Linked DNA regions of Mus musculus: all the other regions are linked to region 6. Evidence: chromatin contacts called from public Hi-C, HiChIP or PLAC-seq and promoter capture Hi-C data. All regions are on one chromosome and are shown on one strand. The core of a region is the stretch at or near the end of the contact, and the rest is flanking DNA. Distances in the headings are between cores, read along the strand shown. Region 1 holds the start of Gucy2e (guanylate cyclase 2e). Region 2 holds the start of Aloxe3 (arachidonate lipoxygenase 3). Region 3 holds the start of Dvl2 (dishevelled segment polarity protein 2). Region 4 has its middle 14 kb from the start of Alox8. Region 5 holds the start of Rnf227 (ring finger protein 227). Region 6 holds the start of Atp1b2 (ATPase, Na+/K+ transporting, beta 2 polypeptide).

Region 1 (4,819 bases), core at 1,848-4,347, 370 kb after region 6:
AGCTGGCACTCTTAACTGCTGAGCCATCTCTCCAGCCCCCTGAGCTGTCTTTCTAACTCTGTCATATTTATTTTTTATTACACTTATGTATTGATTTTTGTGAGTATAAGTATACCACAGTGTGTGTGTAAATGTGTGTATATGTGGTTTTGTGTGCATATATGTGTGTGTGGTATGTATATGTGTGTTTGTGTGTGTGTGTGTATATATATATATATGTATGTATGTGGATATGTGTGTATGTCTGTGTGTATATGTGTGTATGTGTGTGTATATGTGTGTGTATGTGTATTTGTGAGTATGTGTGTATTTGTGAGTATGTGTGTGAGTGTGTTTGTATGTGATGTGAATACATGTGTATGTTTGTATGTATGTATGTGTGTGTATGTGTGTATGTGTATTTGTGAGTATCTGTATGTGCTTGTATGTGATATGAATATGTGTGTGAGTGTGTATGTGTATATGTGTATGTGTGTGTTTGTATGTATATGTGTATGTTTGTATGTATGTGTGTGAGTATGTGTGTGTGTGTGGTGTGTCAGAAGATAACTTGCTGGAGTTAATTCTCTCCTTCTATCGTATGGGTTCCAGGAATCAGATTCAGCTGGTCAGGTTTGACTGAAAACACCATAACCCACCATTCAGTCTCTCAGGAAACCTGGAGTTCACTGCGTCAGCTCAGGGGCAGGAGCCACAGACCCCGCGCCCCTCTGCGATCCCAGCACTGGACTAGAGAAGCATGATGCTATGGCTGTCTGTTTTCATGTGTGAAATCCAAACTCATGTCTGCATAGCAAGCACCATCCGCCGAGCTATCTATAACCCCCAGATCTACTCACTGTGAGCATTTTCTTCATTGTTTGAAATATCTAACATATGCAACATGCTTATATGTCATGTAAAATACATCACCTATTGTGAAATATTGAGGGTAAGTTACATACCTCATGGTGCTTTCTCACGAAATCCTTTCATTTACATTTCTTATCACTCGGGACTTCTGTTTTTGGTGTTTGTTTGTTTGTTTGTTTGTTTGTTTTGAGACAGGGTCTCACTCTGTAGCTTGACTGTCTAGGGACTCACTATGTATCCCAGGCTAGTCTTGAACTCACAGACATCTGCCTGCCTTTTCCTGGGATTAAACTGCTGGGATTAAAGATGTGCACCACCATGGGAGGAGGTGTTCCTTAGTATAACTGTAGTACAGTTATTCATTTCACAAATGTACAGTAATAACTTATCAAATTGTCCACTCACAGTCCAAATTTGTCCTCTCTGTCTCTCTCTCTCTGTCTCTGTCTCTCTCTCTCTCTGTGAGTGTGTGTGAGTGTATGTGTACGCACGTGCATGTGGAAGCCAGCATCTCTGCCACACATGTCATTCTTCACGAGCCATCTCGAAGGTGTTCTTTTGTTTGTTTTGTTCCAAGACATGACTTCACTATGTAACCAGACTGGCCTCAAAGTCACCACCCTCTTAGCTCCACTTCCTGAGTACCAAGGTTACAGGCTCCCATTGTGCCTGATTGATGCTGATATTCTTGTAGATTTTTTTTTTTGAGACAGGGTTTCTCTGTATAGCCCTGGCTGTCCTGGAACTCACGTTGTAGACCAGGCTGGCCTCGAACTCAGAAATCCACCTGCCTCTGCCTTCCAAGTGCTGGAATTAAAGGCGTGCGCCACCACGCCCAGCTTCTTGTGGAATTTTTGTAATTCTACTTGTTTAAAGTTTTTCCCTAAAGCTTGCATATGAGTTGGAAGGCAGGAGAGAGGGAGGGAGGGAAGAGAGAAATTATGCAGGAGATGAAAGATAACAATTTAATCAAAACTAACCACTGAAGGGGTAAATGAATGTCCTGTGCCTGTAGATAGAATACCTCAGAGCAAGGGGGTACGGAGTGGCTGCAGCAGTCCCAAGCCTGGAGAGACCAGTCAACAGGTCCAGACCTTACTTATTGGCTGGCTCTCAGCACACAGGTGTGGCTCACAACTGTGTGTAACTCCAGCATTCTGATGCCTCTTCTGACCTCCATCGGCCATTGCACACATGTGGTGCACACATACATACATACATACATACATACATACATATACTCAGGCACCCATACATATGTAGAAAATAATTTTTTTTTTGAGACAGGGTCTATGTGTAGCCTTGGCTGTCCTGGAAGTCTCTAGGTATACTTGGCTGACTTCGAACTCATAGAGATCCATCCACCTGCCTCTGCTTCCCTTGTGCTGGGAACAAAGGCTATTACACTCTGCTATAAATATTTTTTTTACAGTTAAAATTGCAGCAATTATATGTTTGCTGTCTATCAACCTATGAACAATAGATGGAGTGACAGTTTATAATTGTGAAAAACTTAACATCTATGATGTTCTTCAAAATTTCCCCCTAGCTTTAGTGTCCACGGATGATTTTTAAAATTAACTCTATTATCTTATTTATCTTTGTCTGTATGTACAGACAGTGCACCACCAGGTGCTTTCTCTCAGAAGCTAGCACTGGATCCTCTGGAATTGGAGTTACAGATGATTGTGAGCCATCATGTGGGTGCTGGGAAATGAACCTGGGTCCTCCGAAGAAAGCAGCAAACGCTCCTAACCATTGAACCTTTATCTCTCCTCCTTCCCACAGATGATTCTTTTCTGAGACGGGGTTTCTCTGTGTAGCCCTGGCTGTCCTGGAACTCACTCTGTAGACCAGGCTGGCCTCGAACTCAGAAATCCGCCTGCCTCTGCCTCCCAAGTGCTGGGATTAAAGGCGTGCGCCACCACGCCCGGCCCCACAGATGATTCTTATCTGATTCCCTTTTTGAAGAGACAGCTGAAAAAGATAAACATTTTATTTTCATATGTAAGTCTGACGTTGAATTCGTGCGCGGTGTGAGGTACAGTCCAGATTCGCTTTCTCTCCCTGTATGATTAGTTAAAGCAACTGTGGCTGTCTAGAAGCAGGGCAGACCCCACTCTACAGAGGAGCTGTAGAGACTCTCAACCTCCATCAGCCCGCCCTGTTCTGCTTGATTAAAAGATCCTAATCGGCTTGGAGGGATTAAGGGCTGCAGCGGGCTGTTCCCACACCCCCCGCCCTGGGCTGGGCTGCCAGGGGAGACCGAAGGGGCATCGATCCTGTGACCCCTTAGCCAAGCCCTAGCCCCGGACTTTCCGGTAAGTAATGAATGACCCACACAGGAACTTCGGTCCTGTATGAAGGCGTGGGAGTATTCCCCACTGAACCCCCAAGACTGCTGAAGAGGAAGGGAGGATAAACAATCTAAGTACAAACAGGCTAAACCAAAAAGACCTTGGGGCGATGAGCTGGGCTGCCATCTAGGGTCCTGGAAGCCAAGACACCCTAGGGGGTTGGGCGGAATTTGAGAAACAGGCTTGAGGGGAGAACCTTACGGGAGTGAGTGCTGAGGGCCCTCAACTCTTATCTTGTTCGCTCTGTGTTCACAGAAGAAGGCAATGAGCGCTTGGCTCCTGCCAGCCGGAGGGCTTCCCGGCGCCGGGTTCTGTGTCCCTGCGCGGCAGTCTCCGTCCAGTTTCTCGCGGGTCCTGCGCTGGCCAAGGCCTGGGCTACCGGGACTCCTGCTACTGCTACTGCTCCCATCTCCTTCTGCCCTCTCTGCTGTGTTCAAAGTGGGGGTGCTGGGCCCCTGGGCTTGCGACCCCATCTTTGCACGGGCCCGACCAGACCTGGCTGCGCGTCTGGCCGCCAACCGCCTGAATCGTGACTTTGCTTTAGACGGCGGCCCCCGGTTCGAGGTTGCGCTGCTCCCAGAGCCCTGCCTGACTCCGGGCTCACTAGGGGCTGTGTCCTCTGCGCTGTCTCGAGTCTCTGGCCTGGTGGGTCCGGTGAACCCCGCAGCCTGTCGGCCAGCCGAACTGTTGGCTCAAGAAGCTGGAGTAGCGCTGGTGCCCTGGGGCTGCCCTGGCACGCGGGCGGCGGGTACTACAGCCCCGGCGGTGACCCCCGCTGCAGATGCTCTCTACGTCCTCCTTAGAGCATTCCGCTGGGCGCGCGTGGCCCTGATCACTGCACCCCAAGACCTGTGGGTGGAGGCGGGACGCGCTCTGTCCACAGCACTCAGGGCCCGGGGTTTGCCAGTTGCCCTAGTGACTTCCATGGAGACTTCAGACCGGTCTGGAGCCCGGGAGGCCCTCGGGAGGATCCGAGATGGGCCTAGAGTTAGAGGTAAGCTCCCCAGTAGAGTGCGGGCAAGGTGGGTGGGTCCTGCCGAGAGTGGACAGCGTAGCGAGCCAGCCTCTGTGTCCGTCCGCTCCGCAGTAGTGATCATGGTGATGCACTCGGTGCTGCTGGGCGGCGAGGAGCAGCGCTACCTACTGGAAGCTGCAGAAGAACTGGCTCTGACTGATGGCTCCCTGGTTTTCCTGCCCTTCGACACGCTTCACTACGCTTTGTCTCCAGGCCCGGAGGCTCTGGCTGCATTTGTCAACAGCTCCCAGCTCCGCAGGGCTCACGATGCGGTGCTCACACTCACGCGCCGCTGTCCTCCTGGAGGCAGCGTGCAAGACAGCCTGCGCAGGGCTCAAGAACACCAGGAACTGCCCCTTGACCTCAACCTGAAGCAGGTAGATAGATTACAAAAAGAGAAGAGGGAGGAGAGCCAGGGAAGTGAGCTGAGAACAGACAAGGAGAGAAGGATGGAACTAGAGGGAAGAGGAAGGTGTAGCCAATGGGCAAGGAGAGGGTGGAGCCAATGGGCAAGGGGAGGGTGGAGCCATGGGCAAGGGGAGGGTGGAGCCAATGGGCAAGGGGAGGGTGGAGTCAATGGGGCGTAAACTGTAGC
Region 2 (4,954 bases), core at 1,156-3,655, 480 kb after region 6:
AACTGAAGTTAGAATTAGGAACAATCTGAGTAAGGCTGAAGTCAGAATAACAGTGGGGCAAAGAGTCCAATCAGGCTGCTCTCACCGATAACATTCTTGGCGGGCTTGGAGTTCCCGTTTCCTGTGGTCCAGAAGGAGGGGAAGAGAATCCTGACAGATGGTTCTTGCTGTAGGGAGTGAAAGCCACTCTTTATATCAATCTCTTTTCAAACAGTACTTCCTGTTTCCAGTGTCTGAGCCCCCTAACTCTTTAGCACAATCTCTGCTATCATCTCCCCATGCATCGTGTTGGGGAATGTCTATATACGCTTTGTTCATCCATCATGAGTTGGAAGCTTTAGCAGTGTACCAAGTCATAGGTGTGTTCCTAACCATTCATGTTTGTCTCCTACATGACACACTCCTGAGGATACCAGTCATGTCATGCTCATTGTCTGTCCTTCCAGAGTCCAGCTTGGTGCCTGGCTATGCTAGGATACTCAGCATACACTTGATAACTACTGGATCAATACATTTTAATAAAGCCATCATGTTCTCTGATGATGAGTGGAGATTGATAGTAAAGTCAATGAAAAGGTCATTGTAGACTGTGGAATGATGTTCACTCACCTCACTCTAACACAGACACCCATCTCTCATCTCTGAGACTTATCATAACATACACACACACAACGCGTGCATACTTGTACACACACAAAATCCCAGTGTTACGTCTTTGGAACAAAGAGTTCTGGAGGCAAGAAAGGGCTCAAACCAGTATCCTTGAAATCCAAAATTCAACAAAAGAGCCTAACTCACTTCCCAGACCCTTCATCCCCACCAGAAAAGCTAGAAAAAAGTAAGGTACAGGATCTTTGCAGGTTAATTCTCTAAATATTCATGGCTTTTCTACCTGTTGAGATCTAGCTTGTACGTTTATTCCTTTCTGAGTTCCAGAAGACCATATTCTGGAGAAATGCAGAGGGATACCATTAGCTGCCTGCTATGGGAGTGTGAGTCTCTCTGTGTGTGCTTATCTGTGTCCGTCTGTCTGTGTGAGCCTGTCTGTGTGTACCTCCAGAACAATAAACACTACCCAGGAAGCTCTTGCATGTCAGGACTTTAGCAGTGCTCTTTATCAGACACTGTTGCTTTGGGATCCCGGCATTCCTAACCCCAGTCACATTCCCTACGCGCCGAGTTCTGTGAGACTCCATTCCTAACCTCACACGAAGCCTCTGCAGTACTGTGCAGTCTCTGTCCCTTGCCCACCTGTTCCTGGCCGCAGCTCCACAGTACAGTAGCCATCGATCCACTGGTAGCAGGGAAAGTGGACAGCAGAGCCATCGGGGGCAGTGACACAGATTCGACTGCAGTACCAAGGGTCCTTGCAGAAGAAAGCAAAGCGCTCCTTGTGTAAGCGCAACAGCAAGATCTCACCCAGCTCTGCTTCACAGCGCACCTTATACTTCTGAACCTGGAGTGAGGGAAGCAGCAAGCAGGCCTTTGAGCAACCAGGAACTGTCGAGGACATCTTTGCACTCTGAAGTGTGCATCAACACCGCTACCTTTCTGGGATATTGGCCTGAGCAGTCGTTGATCCATGTGGTTCCTTTGTGTGATTGAGAGAAAGAGCCCGTCTCCATCCAGAGAGGAGCAGGCACCATACTCAGTGCCTGAGTGAATTTTTGTAGGGATTCCTACCCTCACTGCCAGTAGTTCACTTTCATGTAGGGTCATTAGCAAACTAAACTAGCGACCGACAAAGCAGACCCCTCCCAAAGAACAGGAGACCCATGATCTGATCAGAGGAATCAATTTGGTCAAAGCCTAGTGTCAATTAGGGGAGGAGCCAGGCCAGGCAGTGGTGGCTTTTAATTCCCCCTGCACTCAGGAGGCAGAGGCAGTCAGATTGCTAAGTTCAAGGCCAGCCTGGTCTACACAGAGAGTTCTAGGACAGCCAGGGCTACACAGAGAAACCCTGTCTGGAAAAACCACAGAAAATAATAACAATAACAACAATGATAGGAGAAGCCAGGAAGTTAGGGGAAGTCCCCAGAATCCATTCCAAATGCCCTTCCCCACAGCCCTGTCTCAGAACAATTGGTATGGTTTATCGTCTCCCAAAAGTCAGGGATGTCAAAGAAAATGATCACAGGACATAGCAGGCATCCTGAGTTCAGCAGGACTTGACGAATCCAACAAGAATAATCCTCACTTCCTTCAGGTTCCCCATCTCTCCTCTGTACTCACCGATCCAGAGGCGAAGTCCCTGCCTACGCGATCCAGCTTCTGCTTAGGGCTTTCACCACAGGTGCCTACCAATGTAGCATAGATGTTATCCAATGTGCCAGCCTTCAGGTAGGAACCAGTGGTCACACACAGCCGATATACTGCCATGACTGGACCCAATAACCCCAAACCAGTAGCTAGCCTAGAGAAGGTACGCTACAGGTAAGAGAGAGTCAGCTCCTGGGCAGGAGGCTGGGGGCTGGGGAAGGGTGGGCCTGAGGAAGGATCCAGCTCTAGGACGTTCCTGGGCTCGCGCGCGCTCTCTCTCTTTCTCGATCTCTCACGGCAGCTCCGCTGGTAGCTCGGGAGTACTATCCCCACCCACCGACTTGCACCCTAATACTTGTTTGCATGCCTCTGACACAGCCTGTCCCTCTGGCTGGCTCATCCAGATGGATATCAGAAGCCTGGGCCCATTGGTGAGGGAGGGAATAAGGAAGGAGGGACCAAGTGGCAAGTGGAAGACAGGGAGGAGGTGACGCGTGTTGGGACACTACTTTGTGTCTGATCAGTGGCTTGACTAATGTCCTGAAGCCCATGTTCACCCATTCCCCAGATTCCACCTAGAGCCTTTTCCTCCTATTTCCAAACCAGAAATGGGCACCAGAACACCAGAATTCCTACATGTGAATCACCCACGTGAATCACACCGTGCATCGGAAAGCTGCACCAATTCATAAATGCCAGGTGACCTCATCAACAATCAAGTGAATAACACACATCTTAGCACGTGACAAGGCCATCATGTTCTCCTTCCTGCCACCGACCCACCCATCTCCTCCTAAAGTCTAGTCTTCTCTCTGTCTCCAGTTTTTGTTATTCCCGACCTCAATCACTCCTTTGAGATAGGACCTGCCTGCCAAGTGAGTGGAAGCCTGCCCGACAGCATCTGGAGGCCCTCATGTGACATTCTTTACGCTCCAGGTCCTCCCTCAGCCAGCCTGCTGAACCGTGGGAGGCACCCTGTATGCCCTAGGTGTCCAAGATATAGGTCACAAGGACCAGGGAAGAAAAAAAATAGACTCTACCGGGGAAACCTGTGGCCCGCAGCGGCCCCGCGTGGCTGGTCTAGGCACCTCTAGATTCCTGCTTGAGTGGCGCTCCTGCCCTCCTTAACTTCTAATAAAAGCCGAGGCGTTAGCGACTAGGTTTCAGTAAGTCAGAGTCTCGGACAAAAACGAACTTCATCCTTTAAATACACACAAGAATACGTAGGTATCATAATAAATTCATTTAGGCAAAAGTGGAGAGCTTTGCTAAGAGCCCGGATAGCTCAGTCGGTAGAGCATCAGACTTTTAATCTGAGGGTCCAGGGTTCAAGTCCCTGTTCGGGCGCTTAGCTTTTTGTGGGAATCTGCACTTACAAACACTATTGTTAGGCTGTCTTGTTTGACAATAGCTCTATAATAACAAAGTAATTGCATTCTTTTTAAAAGGAAATGTAAATTGAACGTAAGTTCCGAACAATCAGAAGAGGGAACAGCATTACGTTAAAGTACTAGCTATACAAACGAGGAATACATCAAAGAGAGTAAAAAGAAAATGGGGAAGTTAATATTATTAATATTAATAATATACTTCATTTACTACAATATTTGAAAATCTTATTTTAACCCTAATTGGTGTTTTAAAATCCGCATTTTAACGAATTTTTAAATTATCTTCCTTAATTTTCATGTTTAGAAGAAAGCACTCATATTTCAGGTACTCAATAATCACATTTTAGTAGTTGGCTTCATGTGTTTGTTTTGGTTTGTTTGAATAAATGGAGTGATATGCAAAATGGGATATAGAATAATGTATATAATTTCTGAGAGCACTACAGAAGAGGGGGTTCCATGGTGTAATGGTTAGCACTCTGGACTCTGAATCCAGCGATCCGAGTTCAAATCTCGGTGGAACCTTAGCATTTTGCTAGTACATCAACATAATAAATATATTTGTTTGTAATTTTTCATGCTTAGTATGTCTGTTACAGATATTCTAGTATAATTTTTTAAATTACACTTATATACACCAAGATCTGCGCTGAATTAGTGTATAAGAATACTTATTTCAACAATGTTTGTCACGTCTTGTCTATGAATATGGAAGCAATCTTGGGTTTTGTTGACAAGCCAAAGTTCATAGCCAAGCAGTGGCTTGTTCTCATAAAACTAAAGAGGCCTTCAGGAGAAAAACTCTGGCCTGGCAGCGGTGGGATTCGAACCCACGCCTCCGAAGAGACTGGAGCCTAAATCCAGCGCCTTAGACCGCTCGGCCACGCTACCCGCATGGAAGCTGCTATTTCCCGTCGTCTTCCTAAGAGAGTAGAAGGAAGTCTTCTCAACGCTCACAGCCACGAACTGACCCGAATTTCTTTTGTTGCTGTATATTTCAAACCCGAAATGAGGACTCACCGAGGCGCTAAACGACATTGTAAAGAAGCGAAACAAATGGTCCCAAAGACACAGAGATTTACAACAAAACAAGTTTATTTAGTGAGATCAAATCTGGGAACCGAGCAAGTCTGAGCTTGGTAGCTTACGCAAGAAGCAGCCCGAGCTTTGCACTGCTGGGGAGCTCAAATTTCGTTAGTCTCCCTCTCTGTTTCTCGCACCTGCATCCACCCTTCCTGTCACCTAGCTCATGCGCTTTCCATACACTACATTTCATTCCGCTGACCTGAGGCTGTCACCTCTAG
Region 3 (4,393 bases), core at 159-2,658, 390 kb before region 6:
TTATGACAAGGTTTCTCTGTGCAGCCCTAGCTGTCCTGGCACTGGCTCTGTAGACCAGGCTAGCCTTGAACTCAGAAAACTGCCTGCCTCTGTCTCCCAAGTGCTCAGATTAAAGATGTGCACCACCACTGCCCAACACATAAAATATCTTTAAAAAAAAAAAAAAAGCAAAAAAATCCTCCAACTCTCTTCAGCCCCCAGGGGGTATCGGGGTAGCGGGGAGAGGAGGTTCTGGCCCTAAGAGGAAATAAGAACTCAGAAAAGTTCAGAATGGTACATGCTTTGCCAGGAAAGTCTACTTCAAAACAGCCTAATATATCCCAATAGATCTCGCTGCAATATTACAGACTCTACCATCCCAAAATAATACTATGGAACCTGATTAATAAGCCAGAATAGCCTAATTGTCTCACTATAGCCCGGTCTACATAAAAACACTGCATGCCCAGCATATTGGCTCACACCTGTTTATTTCAGCTCTGGGGGCTAAGGCAGGAACTCCATGGGTTCGAAGCCAGCCTAGGATACAAGGAATAAAGCCCTACCTCCAAACAAAAGAACAAATCAAAACAGGCAAACAAAATTACAGACTATCTCTATCTAACTCGCGTGCAGACGTCTGAGAGCGAGCATCCCAGCTCACCAAAAGATAGATGGCTCTAATCTCCGCACAGCCTAGCATAACCTCAAGCATCACTTCTTTGCCTTTTGGCTAAAATCATGGAGAGAGAATGGCCAAACAAACCAGTGTTCCCCATTCCTCCAACCTAATTTTCTCGCCATCCAGCCCTTTCTTCTATGTGTCCAAATATAACCTTGTCCGTCTTGGGATGGGCTTTCTACCTTAGCACAGTACAATATGCTATGCTCCACTACAGGCCAGAAACAGTCCAAGGTAGACCGGTCTCCCTCAATATCGCCCAATCCACTCTAGCATACCCACCGTCCTTCCCAGTCTAGGCCTCGCGCTTACCCAAAATCCTGATCCATGGACTTGAAAAAGTACTTGGCGCCCGCGGGCCGCTGCAAAACGCTCTTGAAATCGCCGAGCGTGATGCGCTCCGCCGGGACAGGGATCTTCACCAGGTAAGGAGTCTCTTCTTCATCCAGATGGTAAATCACCTTCGTCTCGCCTACACCACCGCCCCCCGCGCTGCTGCCCGCCATGGTCTCGCTCGCGCGCTCCCGGGCTCAGCCGCCCACCCAACAGGACTAAGCGCCCCCGCCGCGCCTGCGCACACCCGCAAACTGACGCGCTAGCGCCAACAGCGCAGGGCCAGTGCGGAAGACGTGCCCAAGGAGGATGGCGGGGACCAGCGGGCTGATCGGGAAGAGCTGTGTGGCGAGACTCAAAACCTAGACCGCACAGTCGAGGGCCACTAGCTCCACGGACGTCGCGAGCAGCACCGAGGTCCCCGCCCACCTCTCCCCATGCCACGTGACCCAAGCCCGCCCACTTTGCGCAGCCGACTGTGCTTCACGTGACTTCCTTGAGTCACGTTACTACAAGCTCCACCTAGACACTCACGTGACCACTGCCTTGAGCAACGGTCTTCAGCCCTAGACGACTCCGCCCCCAAACGTGTACAACCCGCCCCCCCCCCTCCCAAGTACCTTAGCAAGCTTCTACTCTTGGAATGCTGGCAACTGGCCCCCACTTTGCCTTACCCATCTGAGGTTCAAGGCACCTCAATAGCAACTATAAGAGGGGCGGGGATATGGGCTGATGAGTGAGAATTGTAACCTGGGACCCTTAGGGCAGTACTCCTACTAGACTGTACTTGGGATGAGAAAGCCGAAATAGTCTTCAGAGATGTCTGAGGGGCATTAGACAGTGCCCAAGCCAGATTTGGCCCCTAAACTTCCCATCTCCACCTCCCAAATTGTGGAATTACAGCCCTGGACTTACAAGTGGCCTTCAGCCCCAACTCCACCCAAGACTTCCACCAGGTTTCCCAAAGATCCCCTCCCCAAATAGGACAAGGAGGGCTGTAAAACACAAGAGCCCACTCTGCTTTATTTACAACACGCAGGCCGTCTGTCTGAGCAGCCGGCCAACAGTATTAAAAACGAGGCGAGTGCTAATTGACACCTTTTTCTTTCCTTCCTCACTCCACAGGCTTTGGTACTCCACCTCTGAGCAACCTCGCTCAAATGGGGGAGCCCCAAATTAAAAATACATCCGGTGTAAAAGAAAGTAAACGGGAGAGAGAAGAAACATGAGGGGAGTGCTGTATTTACACTACAGTTTTATAGACAACTATCCCATTACATCCCAGTTTGAGCCCTGGACCTGCAAGTGAAAAGGGTACAGGGTTGACTGGACAGAGATTCTGTCTACAGATCCAGCCTCCCCGACCCAACTGTAATGGGGTCAACTTCAAGTCCATGGAGCAGGAAGGACAGAGTAGAAGACACTCATTTCCAAATACGTCTCCCTTGGGAATTGTGGCCCTCAAGTGGGGACAGCCTCCTCACTCCAAGGGAAGGCTGGGGACCCTGAGGCTCAGTTCCCAAGTAATGTCACAAGTTCCAGCCTTAGTGATGTCAGGGTTCTCCAGATTTGGGGAGACCCCCTAACCGCCGGGCCTCTGGCCGAAGTTCCTTGCATTTCTGGCAATAAAAGAAGTCGGGAACGTTGGTCTTCTTAATCTTAGCACAGGAGAGGTGGATCCACGTCCCACAGAGGCTGCACTCAATCATGGGCCGCCCCGCAAAGGGCTTTCTGCAGTAACACGTGATCAGATCCCAGGAGTCGTCACCTGGAAAAGACAAATCTCTTTAGTGTTCTGCTTCAAGGCGTCAACTCCTAAGAGCCCCCAAAGCTATCACCTCTGCTCCCCACCCCGGGCAGCCCAACTTCTCACCTGATTCTACCATGATGTCCTCATCCATGACCCGCATCTCGCCTTCACTGGAGCTAGCATCTCCATCTTGGCTTGTTTCTGTGCTGCCCACATCTTTGCCTTCACTGTCAGTAGGGGGAGCACCTTCAGAGTGCACTGTAACAGGGGGCCTGGGGGCCTCAGGGGGTGTTGGGAGCACAGGGGCTGGGACTCCACCCCCCACTGTCATCTCTTCCTCATCATCTTCCTCTTCTTCCTCTTCCTCCTCCTCTTCAGAGTCTGTATCACTGGGAGGAGCCCTAGGAGGGCCAGGAGGTGGGAGTCTATCTCCCCGATCTGCCTTTTTCAACTTCCGCTTCTTGCTCTTCTTGATTCGAGACCGCTTTTCCCCATCCCCAGGAGCTGGTCGAGGTCTCCGAAGCACCCCAAAGCCAGCCCCACCTCCTGGTCCCAACTTTCTATTCTTTCGGTCCTTCTTTCGAGGCTGGGAGAGGTCCCCCTGGGACAGCGGCACTGGGGCGAGAGCAGCGGGGGGCCGGGAAGTATGCGTCAATGATGTGGGAGAGAGTGGAGATGCCACTTTGGGCCCATCCAGATCAAAAAGAGAGTCCTTGAGCTTCATCTTCTCAAGCAGAGTAGCACTGTCAGGAGCCTGCAGACGAGAAAAAGTGGACCTTGGGGGTCCTGGCTGGGTAGGACCTGATTGAACTGCCCTTCTCTTTGATGACTTTGCTTTCTTAACAAAAGTCTGGATAGTTCGAAGGTCCGACGGGGCCGAGTCCCAGCCATCACTGTCTGCTGCACTCTCACCTCGCAATGGAGAGCTAGAGCCAGAGGCTGGCCAATCGCTTTCCTTAAAAGGAGGAAGAGACTAGGGTCAGCCGGAGTCTAGTGACAGCTCAGCCCTGCCACATGTCCAGCATAAAAACCAGGAACTAGACGTATCCCTACCCCAAATCTGATGTGTACTCTATAACCTACCTTCCTCACAGTCCTCAGGGGACCTTTAGAACACAGAAGCCACAGCTGTTACTTCCAGCACTGTTTTCAGTATCTCGTTTGCTAGGACACTCATCTCCCTACAGCTTACCTGGAAACACTTTTCTGTTAACAGCCACTCAAAACCATTAAAAAGTCTTGAGCAACACTCCAAATTTTTGTTTCTGCCGTTCATTGCCGTTATTCCATCCCTCCAAACCAGCTCTCCCACCATAGCCCTAAGGGCTTCCGGTTTTCTTAGTCTTGCATATTACAGTAGGCTCTTCCTATAAAGTAATTCACTCTGCCTCACCTCAGCTACTTTTCTGTTCCTTACCTCTTTGCTAGGGGGGATGTAACCAGCATAGGCCAAGACAAAACTGCAGAATTTGTTAAAATCCTCAATGGTTCTCCGCCTTTTCTCCGGTGGCTAAATGGAAAGACAAAACACGATCGTATGGAAGCCAGGCACGAATGTTAAAGGAGCCCTTCCCCAAAACACAGCCCCCTAAATTGTCACTCAGTGTTCTGGTATGGGACAGCTCACCTGAGTCTCTGGTTTAAGAGTC
Region 4 (4,964 bases), core at 1,378-3,877, 390 kb after region 6:
TGTCTGGCGCTTGTAGAAGAGGTCCTGTCCCAGTAAAGGGTAGGGGTATTCAGGAATAATGATAAAACGATGAGTCACAGTTCCTTGTTAACAGTCCTGTCAGTGGCCCATTTATATTTTTTAATATCCCCTGCTGTGCCTGTACTTCCGTTGTTTGGCCTTAGGGGCCTTAGGGGCCCCCAGAATACTGAATGGGTAGCCCATGTCTACCAGAAGATTTACAGATTTGCCCCAGTTGGTAAAGGTTACCATAGGCCCCTGGGGGCCTAGTATGAAGGAACTTTTAGCCTTTCTAATCCTCCATAGCCAGGATTGGCTTGGGTTGGGGAGGAGGGGCCACCTGTTTCCATTATGGGCATTTATTCTTCTAGTAATCCATTCCTTTGCAGTAGGTGCATTGGTACTTTTCTGTATCATGGGGTAGAACTGAAAGTGACAGGCTTGTGGGACAGCCATGGTGCTCATTCCATCTTTTTAAATAAAAGATCTTTTTTTTTTTTTTTTTGCTATCTCTGCTGTCAAACACCTTCTGGGCTGTTTCTAACAGTTCTGACTTGTTCTTTCCTGCATACCCATTCATCTTTTGTATCTTTCTATGTATGTCAGTGGCTGAATAACAACAGTCAAGTTAATCGCCCTGAGACTTGCCGGGTCCTCCAGGTCCATAGAGGTATATGACTGGTGGACATCCAGGTCCACAGAGGTATATGACTGGTGGACATCCAGGTCCTCCATGTCCACAGAGGTATATGACTGGTGGACATCCAGGTCCTCCAGGTCCACAGAGGTATATGACTGGTGGACATCCAGGTCCTCCAGGTCCATAGAGATATATGACTGGTAGACATCCAGGTCCTCCAGGTCCACAGAGGTATATGACTGGTGGGCATCCAGGTCCTTCAGGTCCATAGAGGTATATGATTGGTGGGCATCCAGGTCCTCCAGGTCCATAGAGATATATGACTGGTAGACATCCAGGTCCTCCAGGTCCATAGAGATATATGAAGGAGGCATTGCAGAAAAAATGACTGCTATTGGTCTGGCCACGTTTCATATCTTCTACCTTAGATAGGTCACTGGGCTTTGGAGCTGCCTGTTTCATCCCTTCTTACAGAGCCAAGTGGCATCACTGAGTGACTTATCTCCCTCTGTGTTGTAGTCCCATTGGGGTCTTAATCTTGGCAGAGTGCAGTCAATCGCCTCCACCCTCCAGTTGTCCATCACTGAAGCTATTCCAGGGAGTGCTTCAGCTGCTGTTGTGGGACTGCATCCCATCCCAGAGTCCCCATCATGGCTTACAAGGACTCAGGTAGAGGTTGAATTAGGGGAGTCTGCTCTTTTCGGCCCAAATATCTTAATAATCTCGCAGAGGATTATGGAGGCTGTACCAACTTAACAAGAAGGAAAATAAGAGGACCAGAGAGATGGCTCCATGGCTAAGTTTGATTCGAGCACTTACATGAGGTAGCTCACCCCTACGTGTAATGGTAACTCCAGGGAATCTGATGTCTCTGGCTTCCACATGTATCCCTGCTTATGGACTGATACACATAATTAAAAACAAAATAAACCAGCCAGATGGTGGAAGTGCATGCCTTTAATCCCATCATTTAGGAGGCAAAAGTAGAAGGATCTCTAGTGAGTTTGAGGCCAGCCTGGTCTACAGAGCAAGTTCTAGGACATCCAGAGCCACACAGAGAGACTCTGTCTGAACAAACAAGCAAGCAAGCAAGCAAATACAATCCTTTTGTTTAAAAAAAAAAACACCAAGAGAACTGTGCATGTGAGAGGTTTATGGGTGTATCAGCAAGATGCAGACTCAAGGAATGGACTCCACAGAGGACTAGCTGACCCAGCCCTTGTGGCTGCTGGTAACCTAATCAGGAAATGCAAGGACCTGGGGAGGGAATGGCTCATCATTTCTAAGTTGAAATAAAGCAGGAAAAAGAGCAATGCAGTGGGGTTGACTCCTTTGGGAGCAGGATGACTAATCATTGACAAGGATGTTGGTGTAGATATGAATCTCCTTTGGCTCCCAAGATGAGACTAGGAGACACCTAAGAGATTTGGGAATCCAGCATCCTACAGGGCACGTAAATGTCTACAACCCAGAGACACACCCATTCCAAGTAAAGATGTTTTGTCCCTCCCAGAGGTGTCCCACCTCACCGCCCACTCTTCAAACTGGCAGTCTAGCCCTGTTGACGGTTACATGCCTGGTGAGTGCAAGATGCAGGAACAGTCTGAGCGTTTAGACTTGGCTTTGGTGTGGCTGTCAAGGATGCTTCGAGCTGTGTCATTTACAGAGACTTTCCTGTTTCGTGACCACTTGGCTCTTGTTTGTTAAGACCACAATCAAAACTACAAGTCATGTGATCTGTATAATAAGACTGTGAGTTTGAGTGACGAGATATGAGTGTGAACATACTTTATATTTCTCAAGTTGCTGCCTTCAAATGTTGAGCCTGATTGAAAGCATCTACCTCCCTGCTCCTAGTCATGCCTGCCTGAGATCCATCTATCTGTCTCCCTGCTCCTAGTCATGCCTGCCTGAGATCCATCTATCTGTCTCCCTGCTCCTAGTCATGCCTGCCTGAGCTCCATCCATCTGTCTCCCTGTTCCTAGTCATGCCTGCCTGAGATCCATCCATCTGTCTCCCTGCTCCTAGTCATGCCTGCCAGAGATCCATCCATCAATTTTCCCGGCTCCAAAGTCTTGCCTGTCGGACCTGAGAAAGAACTTTGTACCTACTAACATCATTTTTGTCCCACTGTGGCTGCTTAGTCAGAAGATGAGCATCATGAGGGGGCATCGTGTGATCCCTAGACTCTTACTCCTCTTCACCACAGGAAAAAGCAAGCAAGCAAGCAAGCAAGCAAGCAAGCAAGCAAGCAAGCAAACAAACAAATAGAAACGTGGTGGAGGCTTGACTGGCTACCAGTTGGGAAATTTTTCTAGTCTGCTTTTAGCTCAGGTGCTGATATCTCTAAGTGTCTGTCCTTGTCCAGATGGGACATATGCAGGGAGTGCTCCAGGAAAATAAAAATTTGAAACTGCATGGTCTCTTGTCTGCTTCCGTTCCTGCCTAGGACCCTACACAATGATGCTGGGATTCAAGGCAAGTGGCCATTGAGCCCAGCTTGAAGAGGTTCTTTAATAAAAGAGACACAGGCCAGGTGTGCTGGTGTATGCCTTTAATCTTAACACTCAGGAGACAGAGATAGGTAGATTGCTATGAGTGCGAGGCCAGCCTGGTCTACGTATCCAGCCATATCCATAGACAGTGAAACCCTGTCTATAAACAAATGAATAAACAACACCTCGAAAACTGGGCAACCATCTGACATCTACATTTGAATTTTAATACTTTGCATGATTCCTTGAGATTGGGGTTCAACCTTCTTCATTGCTGAGGACCCTCAGATGAGACAGGACAGATCTGTCTGGATGCAGCATCTCCCTCTGCATGCGTGGCCACCAGGGAAGCCCGGGCAGAGGCAGTTTCAAGTCAGACTCTTAGGGGTCCTCTTTCATGAGCCACAGCAGGAACTGTCCCCAAAGCCCCACTTCTTAAACTTCAGCCAACTAGCCTAGGGAAGCTTCTGTTTTCTTCTGACCCTCTCTGCCCTGAAAGTCCATGGAGTCAGAAATGCTGTGCCCACTTCCTGTAATGGACAGTATTTTTTGTCTGTAGATGGATAGGACAGTTTTTATTCAGTGGGTACCTTACCATAAGTGGAGCAACTCCTTATAGAGGTTTTGATGCTCAATTTCTTCTTTGAACTGTGAAGGGGTTACTGTCAGGAGCAGACATGTCTAGTCAAATGGTCTTTAATAATGAATTAATATTAAATGTCATATTCTGTGGATTTCTGATGTTTTTGAAGACTGTCCATCTATATAACATGTATCTGAACTGTTAAACCTTGACTATTCCTAGCTATTTCTATTTGAATATTGTAGAAAGCACCTTAATATGATTAGATCAGAATCTAATATAACCATGACTTTAAAATCTGGTCCTTAACTTGCCATACAAAAGCATCCTAAACAGTGTGTGATGGCAGTTATTAGAAGAACTGGGTCTAAGCCTTGCATTCGTAAATGAGTTGCATAGGCACAAAGCCTATTTAAAAGTAGCAACATTATTTTCTAATTTTGTATCAATAAAAGAAATTTATACCAATGAAAACCTTGAATCTGCATCAATCTATAAATCCTGGACTAATGTAAAACTATAACTTCAATTTGTGCCAATTATAAAGATTTCTACCAATGTAAGATTGTGGCTATGCAATTCTTTGCTTAAGAATAAATTTAGAAAACCATCCTATCTATCTCCTCTCTGTTCAAAATTATGACCGTTTCCAAATTATTCCTTAAAATGACAACTTATCAATAATTTATAAAATAACCATAACCAGACCCCCAAAGCCAAGGTATCAGGACCACAGCTCTCCACAACATCTTCCTGCTGAATAGGGGGTGACAAAAAAAAATTTGAAGGGGTGGGGAGGGGTAGGAAAGTTAGAAAATTTGGTTAGGCTTAAGAAGGCTAAGGCTCAGGGCTTGCCTGAAGTTCTGACTGGATCCGTCTGAAAGGCCGGAGGAGCTGAGTCCATCCGGTATGAGCAGCAGTTCCTGAGGCTGTTCCGGAAGCAAGTCTCTGCGCAGCCTCAGAAGCAGGGGTCTGGGAGAGCAGGCTATTGCAGCGTCCCTGTGGATGAATCTTGTCAGAGCTAAAAATTATATAATATATGAATCTTACAACCAAAATTTTAGTTCTATTAAGATATTCATATGGATTGTGCAAGATGCACAGATCAGCTAAGGATGAATTTTTGTTCCTTCTTAGAGCAGGTAAAAGACAACTATCCCTTTCTATGAGTTAATTTGATCAATAACCAATTGTAGTAAATCTTCATTCATGTCATATGAAGAATGTCACTATGAGGATTTCACA
Region 5 (4,805 bases), core at 1,739-4,238, 270 kb after region 6:
ACTGGCTCGGTTACCTCCTGTGTGTCAGCATCTTGCAGTAGGAACTGTTCTCCTCCCCAGGGACCAAGGACCACCCCACAGAGTAAGGGTTGGGTGATTCTCCCTCAAGCCAAAGAGGAGCTCCCCAGCCTGTTCTAGGTGACCTAGAAAGGGTGGGGGGAACACAGAGGGCCAGGCATGGGGCAGACCCCCACGCTGGGGCTCAGGTTTCTAGGGGACGAAATCCTCCCTCTTCAAGGCCTGGATACAGACTAAATTTGAGTAGGTCAGGCCAGGGACCTAGTCAGGAGCCTGTCTTGCCTGTGGGACCGAGCAACACAGTGGATATCAGGCTAGGGAGATTCGGGCACATTCCCCCTCCAAGGAGGGGCCAGGGAGTGGCAGTTTGCATGGGGAACCCCCATATCCTCCTTGCCGCCTTTCCCAGTCTTTCTCTCCCACTCCTGGTCTGTCCCAATCCCTTCTTCTGTATCAGGTTATCGGTTGTACATATAAATTATACTTTCCTTTCTGCGTGCTGTCATTTTTGCCTGGGGAGGGGAATTTTTTGTGTGGAGGTAAAGTAAGGATGACTGCTTTGTACTGTTTCATCTTAATAGGTTCCCTGGGGGCCCCTTGCATTGTTGTTGTTTTTTGTTTTGTTTTTTTTTTTTGAGACAGGGTTTCTCTGTGTAGCCCTGGCTGTCCTGAAACTCACTTTGTAGACCAGGCTGGCCTCAAACTCAGAAATCCGCCTGCCTCTGCCTCCCAAGTGCTGGGATTAAAGGCGTGCGCCACCACCGCCCAGCTACTAATCCCTTTTCTACTTTGTGACTTTTCTGCATTTTTATCTCTTGAATCATTCACCAGAATAAGACCTTTTTCCAGTATTAAGCACAGGATGAGCTCAGCACAGAGCTGGTGAGTGGTAGGATCCTTGAGGTCCCAAAGGCAGGTGCCAAGAGCAGAGGGAGCCGCCTGCCTGACACTGAAAGCCACCTCCCCAGAGTCAGCAGAGGTCACCACAGCACCACAGCTCCACTGTGGAGCAGACACCTTGTTTTATTTTGTTTTAAAGAACTGGGATGACTGTGGTGTCCCTGAACTGTTGGACAGAACTCCGTCTTAGTCAATAACGTTATTCAATAACAGTCTTTCACAGATTGAATGAGCCCAGATACTTTATTCTAGAGACTATTACATTCAAAATAAATTCAGCAAACATTTTTTTTTGAATACATATAACATTAACACTGCTATCGGCTCTGGAGATAGTCACTTGAAATTTATACTCTAGAAATACTCAAAACATAAAATAGCAGAAAATAAACATAGCATTCCCTTTGGCAACACGTATAGAGAAAACATACACATTCCCACAGATGCATGCTGGCCTCCAAAAGGGGAGATTTCAGCTGGAACCGAAGGACAGGAAAAAGACAAAACATTTTACAAATGGAGGTTTATACCCTAGAACTACATACATTATTTGTCATTAAAAACAAAATCTTGAAGACCTCTGAAAACTGAGGCCTTGTAAATTCACATTTGTAGCTCAGAAAAATTTTTCTCAAAAGAATGTCACTTTGGCACTTTAATGCGTCACTAGTGTTTTAAATGTTCCACCTACAGCTGATGATGCCATCTCAGAGTGACTAAGAGCTAAACCAGTGATTCTTAACTTACATACACATACCTGGGATTCTAAAACTACCGGGGAATGTGGACTGGGGTCCTGAAATTCTGCATTTCTAGCAAGCTGTGAGACCAACCAACACTGCTGGTCTTGATTTTAAGTCTACAGTAAGATATTTACAGGACTTTAGAATAGAACTAACTACATACAGTAAACAATGTCCCATTATGGGACACAAATTAAAATTATGTGAGCATCTTTTTTTTTCTTTTCCCCAGTATTGCTACAGAGTCAGTAAAGATAACAAAGGCCTAAATTTTGCTTCCTTTATCAAATGGCTCACCCATCTTTGATAAGCCTTTAATAAGGCCTCATGTAAATAAATGCCCCTTGGATGTTTTCATACCTGCCCTATCCAGCTGAAGGGAGGTTGTATATGCAAGATTCCCAATCATAAGCAGGGAGTCAACTCAGTAATTGCTGGAGCACGGTAACAAGAGTGGGAAGATGGCATGCCAGCAAACACAACCAGATAAGTGAGATTGACATGACATATAAATTAGCTTATCCCCTGTCCTGTCCTTTTTTCCACAGTACACATTGTCAACCACAGACCACTGCTAAAATTGGATCCTTTGCTTACACCACAGACTCTGAACAAACGCCAAAGCTTTGTTATTTTTTTTTTCTTCCTACATTATGGTAGGCTTTGTTTCTATTATCCCTTGGCCACTCCATCCTGAAAATATAATGCTGGCACAGTCTAGGAGCCTTCGCCGCTCAGAATCCACACCATCTAGGGTCCTTTCTGTTGAGCTCCATCTCCATCACGCATGTACCAATTCCAGCATCAGCCTTGATTTCCAGGTAGTCTTGACATCAACCTTTTGTGTCAGAGCACGCCTGAGGATGCTGCTCCCACCTGCTTTCTGCCATAGCTCTGGGGTTCCTTGGTTACAGCGTACAACGGGTCATGTGGGCAATGTCCTTGACCTCTGGACAGTAGAGCACTGGAGGAAAGAAGAAGGGTTAGTGGCAACAGGAGGATGCAACTTGACCCAGCATTCTTCGGTGCAATGTACCCAGTATCCTCCCTAGGCCGCCCCTCACCATTGCTAGGCAACGGACGCCGCAAGCGGCGTGCCGGCGCCAGGACCCTGTCCAAAATTCGGCGAAGCGCGCGCCAACCCGCACTTGGAGGTCCCGCCCCCTTCTCGCTCTCCGCTTCCCCGTCGTCGTCCTCTCCATCCTCTCCGCTGTCTTTGGCCGGGCTCCCCATCGGGTCTCCTTCACGCTCAGCCCGGGCTTTTTCCTCCAGCCGTGACCACAAGACAGGGTCTAGCGCGATCTCCGTGACGCCGCCGCGCGGGAGCGGGGAAGGCGCGCGGCAGAACGGGCACGTGACAGCGCGGCGCAGGCGCACCACGCGCGCGGCCGTGCGGCTGCCGTCGCCCCGCGCTGCCAGCTCGCGCAGGCAAGCTGTGCACAGCGTGTGGCCGCAGCGGGCGCGCGCCGTGCCAGGCAGGCGGCGGGGCGCACGGGCCCCGAGGTTGTAGGGTCGGAAACAGATGTTGCAGTCCAGCTCACCCAGCTCGGGAAGAGAGGGCACTCTCATCAAGAGCTGCATCGTGGTCACCGTGGCCCGAGGGCTTCGATCTCTAGGCGGCTAGGATACAGAACGAATGAGCCCTCCTTGGGCCAGGGCAGGGGCCTGGGGCCCGCGCCGCCGCCTCTGTCCCCTTTTAATAGTGAGGCCCCGCCCTCGAGGCGTCACGCGCAGATGGGCCGCTCCCTTCCGAGGCACGCGTTGGGGCGGCAGAGGCGCGAGGCTGGACTTGCGAGTGGGGATGCAGCGGGCTGAATGCCCAGGACAATGCCAGAATTACCCGAGGGAAGAGGGGGGCACGCTCCACCCACAGCCTCCATGGCGGACTCCTCACCCCCAGCAAAACACTAGCGCTGTCACTTAAACCTACCTGATGCAGGTGTCCAGGTCTCCTCTTGCACACAGTCACTAGCACAAGTCTATATGGCCCTGTTGGCCTATTTGTCACATGTTCATACTCTTTCACAATCCCCTCCTGCCCTTCCCCTCACAAACAGGCAACATATGCCAGGTTTACTGTTGGTTCTGCCCAGTTTTAATTGGTCTTCTGGATGTTTGGATTGTGCCCAGCCATAATTCACTCTGCCCTCGCCTCTCCTTTTTATACATGGCCTCTTGGGTTCTTTGGAAGGCTGGCTCCCTCAAATTCCTCCCCCTACCCCCTCTGAGAGTTTGAGTCCAGCTAACACCTCAGCACAAGGAGGGACCTAGATTCCAGGAGCATGGCCTTAGGAATGCTGGGAATCTTTTCCTTCCGGAGTATCCAGACTTGGACACCCACACAGCATGATGGTGGAAACGAAGCAGCTCTGCGTGACTTCTGACTCAGGGGTCTGACTTCTCCCACAGGTAAACAGGACGTGGTACTCACAGCCCACATTCCCTCACGGTGTGGCACCCACACCCAAGCTGCCTCCTCAGCCTCTCGAACCCAGGCTCTGTTGCGGAGGATAATAACACAGTCTTGACACAGCTGGCTCAAGAACAAATCCTAGTTGTGACACCCACAGACAAGTTACTTCATTTCTCTGGGCCTTGATTTCTTCATCTACAAAGTGTGGGTAATAATAGTAAGGATGGAAAGAGCTTGTGTTTGTAAGGTGCTTTAAATGGTGCCTGATGGTACACAGTAAACATCAGATAAGCAACAGCTGTTATTATCCTTATCATCCCTGGCTCCACGCCGGCTTTGTGTTCTCTGTAACTTCTCTGTACCCAGTATTTCCCATACACCATCTCTTGGTTAATACAAGATGGGTTTCTTTACATGGTATAGCATTTACCGGCCCATCACAGGTAAGATAGAGCTGGTTTTGGTTTTTAACATTAGCATTTTAAAGCTAAAATCTTTGAGGGTAATCTTTGTTTTAGGGACAGGGTCTTACTCTGAAGCCCTGGCTGGGCTGAAACTTTTCATATAGTTCTGGATGACTTCAAACTCACAAGAAATCTGCCTGCCTCTGCCTCCTGAGTGCCGGCATTAAAGGCTATTGTTACCATGCCTAACAACAGTAATCTTTTGCCCAGTCTAAGTTGGAACCTACTATGTAGCCTAGGCTGGTCTCAGAATCAGGGCAGTCCTCC
Region 6 (4,647 bases), core at 1,243-3,742:
GCACTCGGGAGGCAGAGGCAGGCAGATTTCTTAGTTCGAGGCCAGCCTGGTCTACAGAGTGAGTTCCAGGACAGCCAGGGCTATACAGTGAAACCCTTCTCACAAAACAAAAGAAAACAAAGCATAGAGTCTAGGGTGGGGGAGGCAGTTCAGTGGTATTTGCCAGTTACATTTAGGGCCCTGGGTTTTGGGCCTCAGCACTGGGGTGGGGAAGGGGAAGTTTACAATGTAATTGCATAGGCAGAGCATACAAATAAGTTCACGTTCCATGTGCTCAAGAGGGAAACTCAGGTGCCAGCCATGATCCTTTTCTTTGCCTTATCCTGTTGTTTACTCGCCCTACTTCTGGACTAGGTCTTTAATTCATTCTCGTATCTCCATCTTCCACCTTGATGTCCTTGTTCAAGTCAGTCGCCTCTCTTACCTAGAATACTTACATGCTGTAGTGTCTCCTAACTGCCCTTGCTTCTTGTGGCCTTCACACACACACACACACACACACACACACACACACACACACAAGGGTAATATATCTTTATTTTATTCTTTGAGAATTTTTTGCACATATACAATGTATTTTAATAATATCTACTCACATTCTTCTCCAACTCCCTTGGGATGACACCCACCCAAACACACACACACACACACACACACACACACAGAAGCTTTATTTTTGTGACATGATTTCTCTATTAGCCCAGGCTGGCTTCAAACATTATCCTCACACCTTCAGTTTGGGCTACTAGCATGGATTAACATATCTGGCTCTTCTTTCTGCTGCCTCCTCCTCCTCCTCCTCCTCCTCCTCCTCCTCTTCCTCCTCCTCCTCTTCCTCCTTCTTCTTCTGAGTTAGGGTCTTGTTATGCTGTCCTGAATGACCTTGAACTCCTGACCTCAATCAATCCTTTTACCCCAGGATCCCAGGTAGCTGAGTCCAGATATGGCCAGCATGCCTGGAAGATCCATTAAACTTAATTATGTCATTTCACAATGCTAGAATTACTTCCGTGATACTTGGAGTAAAATTGGAATTACAGTCAGACATAGTCATGAACACCTATAATTTCAGCAGAGGAAGGCAACCCTGGAGCTGGATATGGTGGTACACACCTGCAATCCCAGTATTCAGGAGTGGAAACCACCTTGGCTGCTTCAGACCAGTGTCCCAGACCAGCCTCAGATAAACAGGATCCTGTCTCAAGAAAAGAAAAATAAAAACCAACCAACCAACCAACCAAACAAACAAACAAAACACATTACTAGCATCACCGAGAGTAATAAAATATCATAGTGGCATATTTTTATAAACCCAGAATGTGGGGGGCAGAGGCAGGAGCATCTCTTCAAGGCTAGCCTTGTGTACAGGATCCACATGGTAGAAGAAAAAAACCAATTCCTCTAAGTATGGACTGTGGTGTTCCTGCCACAGAAAGAAATAAAGATAATGGCCTTCTTCCTCTTCCTCTTCCTCTTCCTCTTCCTCTTCCTCTTCCTCTTCCTCTCCTTCTCCTTCTCCTTCTCCTTCTCCTTCTCCTTCGATTTATTTATTATTATATGTAAGTACACTGTAGCTGTCTTCAGACACACAAGGTCAGATCTCATTATGGATGGTTGTGAGCCACCATGTGGTTGTTGGGATTTGAACTCAGGACCTTCAGAAGAGCAGTCAGTGCTCTTAACTGCTGAGCCATCTCTCCAGCCTGCCCCTCTTCTTCTTAAGCTATTGGGCTGCAACATCACTCCAAGGGAACCCAGGTTCCAGAGCTGGGGCATCAGGTGTAGGTGCTCCAGCAAGCGTGGGCTGGAGATCAGACCTGGTGGGGAGGGGCGGCTGGAAGGCAGGACCCATGCAGACCTGGCTGTAGATCAGGGACACAGGGAAATTTTGGGGCTCAAACAAGTTTGGAAAGATGGCAGGGACCCTGGTCATGGAGAACAGGTAGGTTGGACAAAGGAGCCAGTGGAACCGAGAAGAAGGGCGTCCTGTGGTGGCTTCTATCCCTCTCTATGTTCTAGTTTCTAGGCTCTTTCTTGGTGTCTGGCGCTTGCTTTTCTTTATTCCTCTCACATTCAGCCCTCTGTTCCGGAGGCTTTCGAAGTAACTCTATCTTAGTCTCTTTTTAAATTCCCTGCCCCGGGCCCCCCACTTTTGAGTACGTATCAGCTCGTCTTTCAGTTTGAGCCTCTCAGGAGGTGTTCTCTTCTTTAGGTCTACCCAGACTCTCACCCTCTTGTCTTCTTTTCCAATCTTGTTTCAGTACTGTACCTGGGGTCTGGGGTAGGAAGAACCCGCTAGGACCAAAAAAAAAAAAAAAAAAAAAAAAAAAAAAGGCGCCAGGGGGCGGGTCCAATCCATCTTCATTTGCATATGTATGAGGTCTCCTGAGCGAGCAACGAAGAGGCGGGGTTCCTGAGGGGTGGGTGGGAAGGGGGCGGACACCCTCAGAGTCACAGACTATAAAGACTGTGCGCAGGGTTCGCGCTCCCCGCACTGCTGAGGAGCGGAGCCTCCGATTGGGGGGCCCCTATCCTTGTCTTTCCCCCACAACTGCTTGTCCCCGCCCCAGCTCCCACTGGCTGGGCCAACTGTGGTGTGGCTGTCGCCGTTTGTCGGAGGAGCCTTAATCGGCCACCTGCCGCGTTCTACAGCCTCTTTGCATCTCGGATTTCGGGGCGGCTCCCTCCCCCATCTTTCCCTGCTTCTTTGCACCCCGCTTTTTCTGCGTTTCGCTCGAATTTTGGAGCCGTCTGGTTTTGCACCCCTTTTTGTTTTGCTTCTAGGCGGTGTGTGGGGTGAAGGTGCCTCGGCATCCCTTTCCCTGGTTATCTTTCCCTGTTTTGACAGCCCCCCTTTCTATCGCAGTCGGGGGGCCTAGCCTCGGTGCACCTTCGCCGCACTGCCAGCAGACCACAGTGCGTGGCTGTGCACCCCGGAATTTGCAGCAGCTGTATATCTGACTGGAGTCTCCCTGCCTCGCTCCCGCGCGCATTTGGTGCGTGGAGGGCTTCAGCGCGCGACGCCCCGGCTTCTCCGCAGCCCCCAGCAGCGCGCCGGGACTCGCCCCGTGCCTCCAAGATGGTCATCCAGAAAGAGAAGAAGAGCTGCGGGCAGGTGGTTGAGGAGTGGAAGGAGTTCGTGTGGAACCCGCGGACGCACCAGTTCATGGGGCGCACCGGGACCAGCTGGGGTACGCGGGGCTGGCGCGGGAAAGGTGGTAGCTGACCGCTCGGCGATGCCTTTGGGGCGCAGGGTCCCGCGGGCGTCGCCCCAGCTCCCCTGCCGGGTCCCTGGCGTCCAGCCCCCACTGTCGGGCTTTGGATCGGGAGGGGCCCCGAATCAGCGGTCTAATCTCTCTGACTGGCCGCTGCGGAGGCGGAGAAAGTAGGTCACTGCCGCCTGCCCGCCCCCCGCGGAGCCCCCTCGGGCGGGGGGTCGCGGGCTCTGCGCGCGTGTCCGTGCCACGGCGCTCCCGCTCCGGCTCAGGCCCTGCGGCTGCACACGGTCATCATCCCTCTCCCCGAAGAGTGCCCTAACTCTCCCTCTGGCTCTCACTAGCTAGCCAACCTCGTTTATTTTTAGCTCTCACCCACCCCCTTGGACCCTGGGAACATTCATGAGGAGGCGGATCTGGCAGGGGGGTCTTGGGAGGGGGGGTTCTTAACAGCGGAAGTTGTTTGTCTGTATTCCACCATTGGGCGTTTGGAGTCCTCTGTGGCTGCTTTGTGGGTGGGGGGCTGCCAGGAGGGATGGTATTTTTCCAGGCTTGAGGTTTTCAGATGTCAGAGGTGGAGGGAGTAATGGTCACTGTGCTGATATGGGTACATCCTCAGGCAGGGTGTTTACATGGGACTCAGATGCCTTGGAAGAACTCTCTACCCTTACCTCATGGGTGTGCAAGGACTTAGGTAGTCAGGGGCTGCTGATGGGTACCCGGTGAGGTAAGGGTGACTGACAGTCTTGCAAGACAGTGCCAAGCTGGAGAATTGAAGCACAAGGGATTCTGTGTGACATAATTTACGACATATCCACATCGATTGGACACAGTCTTCATCAGACCACCCACCTGAGGCTTAGGGGACCATGAAAGGAGATCAATGCAGCCCTTGTCCTCAAGGAACCCAAGACCCTGTGGGATGTGAAGGATCAACGATGGATGCTTGGGCTACTCAGAAGCCTCCACAGAGGAACTGTCTTCTTAGGTAGAAAGACTGAGAGTTCAGGGAGATTGGAACAGCATGTCCTCCTCACTGGAGGCTTAGGATAGGAGTCCTGAGAGATGATGTCCAGGGAAGGCTTCTAGGAGATTCTGTCTTCTCCTTGACTCTGGCCAAGATCCTGTGTGAGTTAAAGGTGGGGGTGACTGCTGGGCCATTAGCCCCTCATTTCAGGGGCTGCTTCCTCAGGGCGAGAGACAGACAGACAGACAGACAGATCTTGCTACCTGAGTCCTCTGAGGTGATAAGAATTTGGCTGAGAGTGCTGCGCAGTTACCAGGTTGCATCCAGATCCTTGTGCTCTGAGACGGCTCTAACTTCGAGTTCCGATACGGCAGGAACAGATGCTGCCTTTTCAGGACCGTGCAGGGTTGAGAAGTTGGAAATGCATTAGCCGCAGAATGACAGTGGCCTATTCTTGGAGTTGTC

Evidence for each region. Promoter capture Hi-C pulls out the DNA fragments that hold promoters and counts their contacts. Hi-C and Micro-C count contacts between places; a contact is called where the count stands out from the background. HiChIP or PLAC-seq counts read pairs in DNA pulled down with a chosen protein or histone mark. Capture Hi-C pulls out chosen DNA fragments and counts their contacts.
Region 1: a promoter capture Hi-C map of hippocampal neurons shows a contact between it and region 6, with 5 times the contacts expected there. The contact joins the promoter of Gucy2e here to the promoter of Atp1b2 in region 6. A contact is called at or near these places in 11 of 39 promoter capture datasets (3T3-L1-derived adipocytes, the C10 cell line, cranial neural crest and 8 more), 2 of 115 datasets of contacts at active chromatin or transcription factors (bone marrow-derived macrophages and neural tube) and 3 of 9 other capture datasets (adipose tissue, liver and pancreatic islet).
Region 2: an H3K27ac HiChIP or PLAC-seq map of embryonic stem cells shows a contact between it and region 6, with 5 times the contacts expected there. The contact joins the promoter of Aloxe3 here to the promoter of Atp1b2 in region 6. A contact is called at or near these places in 15 of 39 promoter capture datasets (the 3T3-L1 cell line, the C10 cell line, the HPC-7 cell line and 10 more), 1 of 484 Hi-C or Micro-C datasets (embryonic stem cells), 9 of 115 datasets of contacts at active chromatin or transcription factors (the 230-238 cell line, astrocytes, embryonic stem cells and 3 more) and 3 of 9 other capture datasets (adipose tissue, embryonic stem cells and liver).
Region 3: a contact with region 6 is called in a promoter capture Hi-C map of pre-B cells, with 6 times the contacts expected there. The contact joins the promoter of Dvl2 here to the promoter of Atp1b2 in region 6. A contact is called at or near these places in 10 of 39 promoter capture datasets (the C10 cell line, cranial neural crest, embryonic stem cells and 5 more), 1 of 484 Hi-C or Micro-C datasets (embryonic stem cells), 3 of 115 datasets of contacts at active chromatin or transcription factors (bone marrow-derived dendritic cells, craniofacial prominence and fetal liver) and 3 of 9 other capture datasets (adipose tissue, liver and macrophages).
Region 4: a Hi-C map of cortical neurons shows a contact between it and region 6, with 2.6 times the contacts expected there. The contact joins the enhancer-like site here to the promoter of Atp1b2 in region 6. A contact is called at or near these places in 5 of 39 promoter capture datasets (3T3-L1-derived adipocytes, cranial neural crest, frontonasal cranial neural crest and 2 more), 1 of 484 Hi-C or Micro-C datasets (cortical neurons) and 3 of 9 other capture datasets (adipose tissue, liver and macrophages).
Region 5: a promoter capture Hi-C map of adipose tissue shows a contact between it and region 6. The contact joins the promoter of Rnf227 here to the promoter of Atp1b2 in region 6. A contact is called at or near these places in 9 of 39 promoter capture datasets (the HPC-7 cell line, cranial neural crest, embryonic stem cells and 6 more), 1 of 115 datasets of contacts at active chromatin or transcription factors (craniofacial prominence) and 3 of 9 other capture datasets (adipose tissue, macrophages and pancreatic islet).

Annotation. Positions count from the first base shown.
Region 1 is chr11:69,235,300-69,240,118 of GRCm38.p6, reverse strand. It overlaps Gucy2e (guanylate cyclase 2e), which reads left to right and starts at 3,097. Exons shown (of 19, transcript NM_008192.3): 1 at 3,097-3,173; 2 at 3,465-4,203; 3 at 4,297-4,601. The coding sequence starts at 3,474.
Region 2 is chr11:69,123,828-69,128,781 of GRCm38.p6, reverse strand. It overlaps Aloxe3 (arachidonate lipoxygenase 3), which reads right to left and starts at 2,405. Exons shown (of 15, transcript NM_011786.2): 1 at 2,233-2,405; 2 at 1,252-1,456; 3 at 86-167. The coding sequence starts at 2,379. It overlaps n-TKctt27 (a tRNA gene), which reads left to right and starts at 3,534; the gene lies at 3,534-3,606. It overlaps n-TLtag3 (a tRNA gene), which reads right to left and starts at 4,541; the gene lies at 4,460-4,541. n-TQctg6 (a tRNA gene) reads left to right here and starts at 4,104; the gene lies at 4,104-4,175. It also overlaps a transcript of Hes7 not described here.
Region 3 is chr11:69,997,607-70,001,999 of GRCm38.p6, reverse strand. Dvl2 (dishevelled segment polarity protein 2) reads right to left here and starts at 1,408. Exons shown (of 15, transcript NM_007888.4): 1 at 974-1,408. The coding sequence starts at 1,167. Phf23 (PHD finger protein 23) reads right to left here. Exons shown (of 5, transcript NM_030064.4): 2 at 4,372-4,393; 3 at 4,162-4,254; 4 at 2,868-3,699; 5 at 1,989-2,762. The coding sequence ends at 2,548.
Region 4 is chr11:69,209,279-69,214,242 of GRCm38.p6, reverse strand. No RefSeq gene overlaps it. Among named protein-coding and RNA genes, the nearest start is that of Alox8, 14 kb to the right of the region's middle. Within about 2 kb of position 2,627, at least 47 of the 459 cell types and tissues checked have an H3K27ac peak or open chromatin away from gene starts, as enhancers often do. A contact at or near this core is called in cortical neurons, where this site is marked.
Region 5 is chr11:69,338,979-69,343,783 of GRCm38.p6, reverse strand. Rnf227 (ring finger protein 227) reads right to left here and starts at 2,988. Exons shown (of 2, transcript NR_027827.2): 1 at 2,726-2,988; 2 at 1,143-2,625. Chd3 (chromodomain helicase DNA binding protein 3) reads left to right here. Exons shown (of 40, transcript NM_146019.4): 40 at 1-511.
Region 6 is chr11:69,603,805-69,608,451 of GRCm38.p6, reverse strand. Atp1b2 (ATPase, Na+/K+ transporting, beta 2 polypeptide) reads left to right here and starts at 2,492. Exons shown (of 7, transcript NM_013415.6): 1 at 2,492-3,191. The coding sequence starts at 3,080.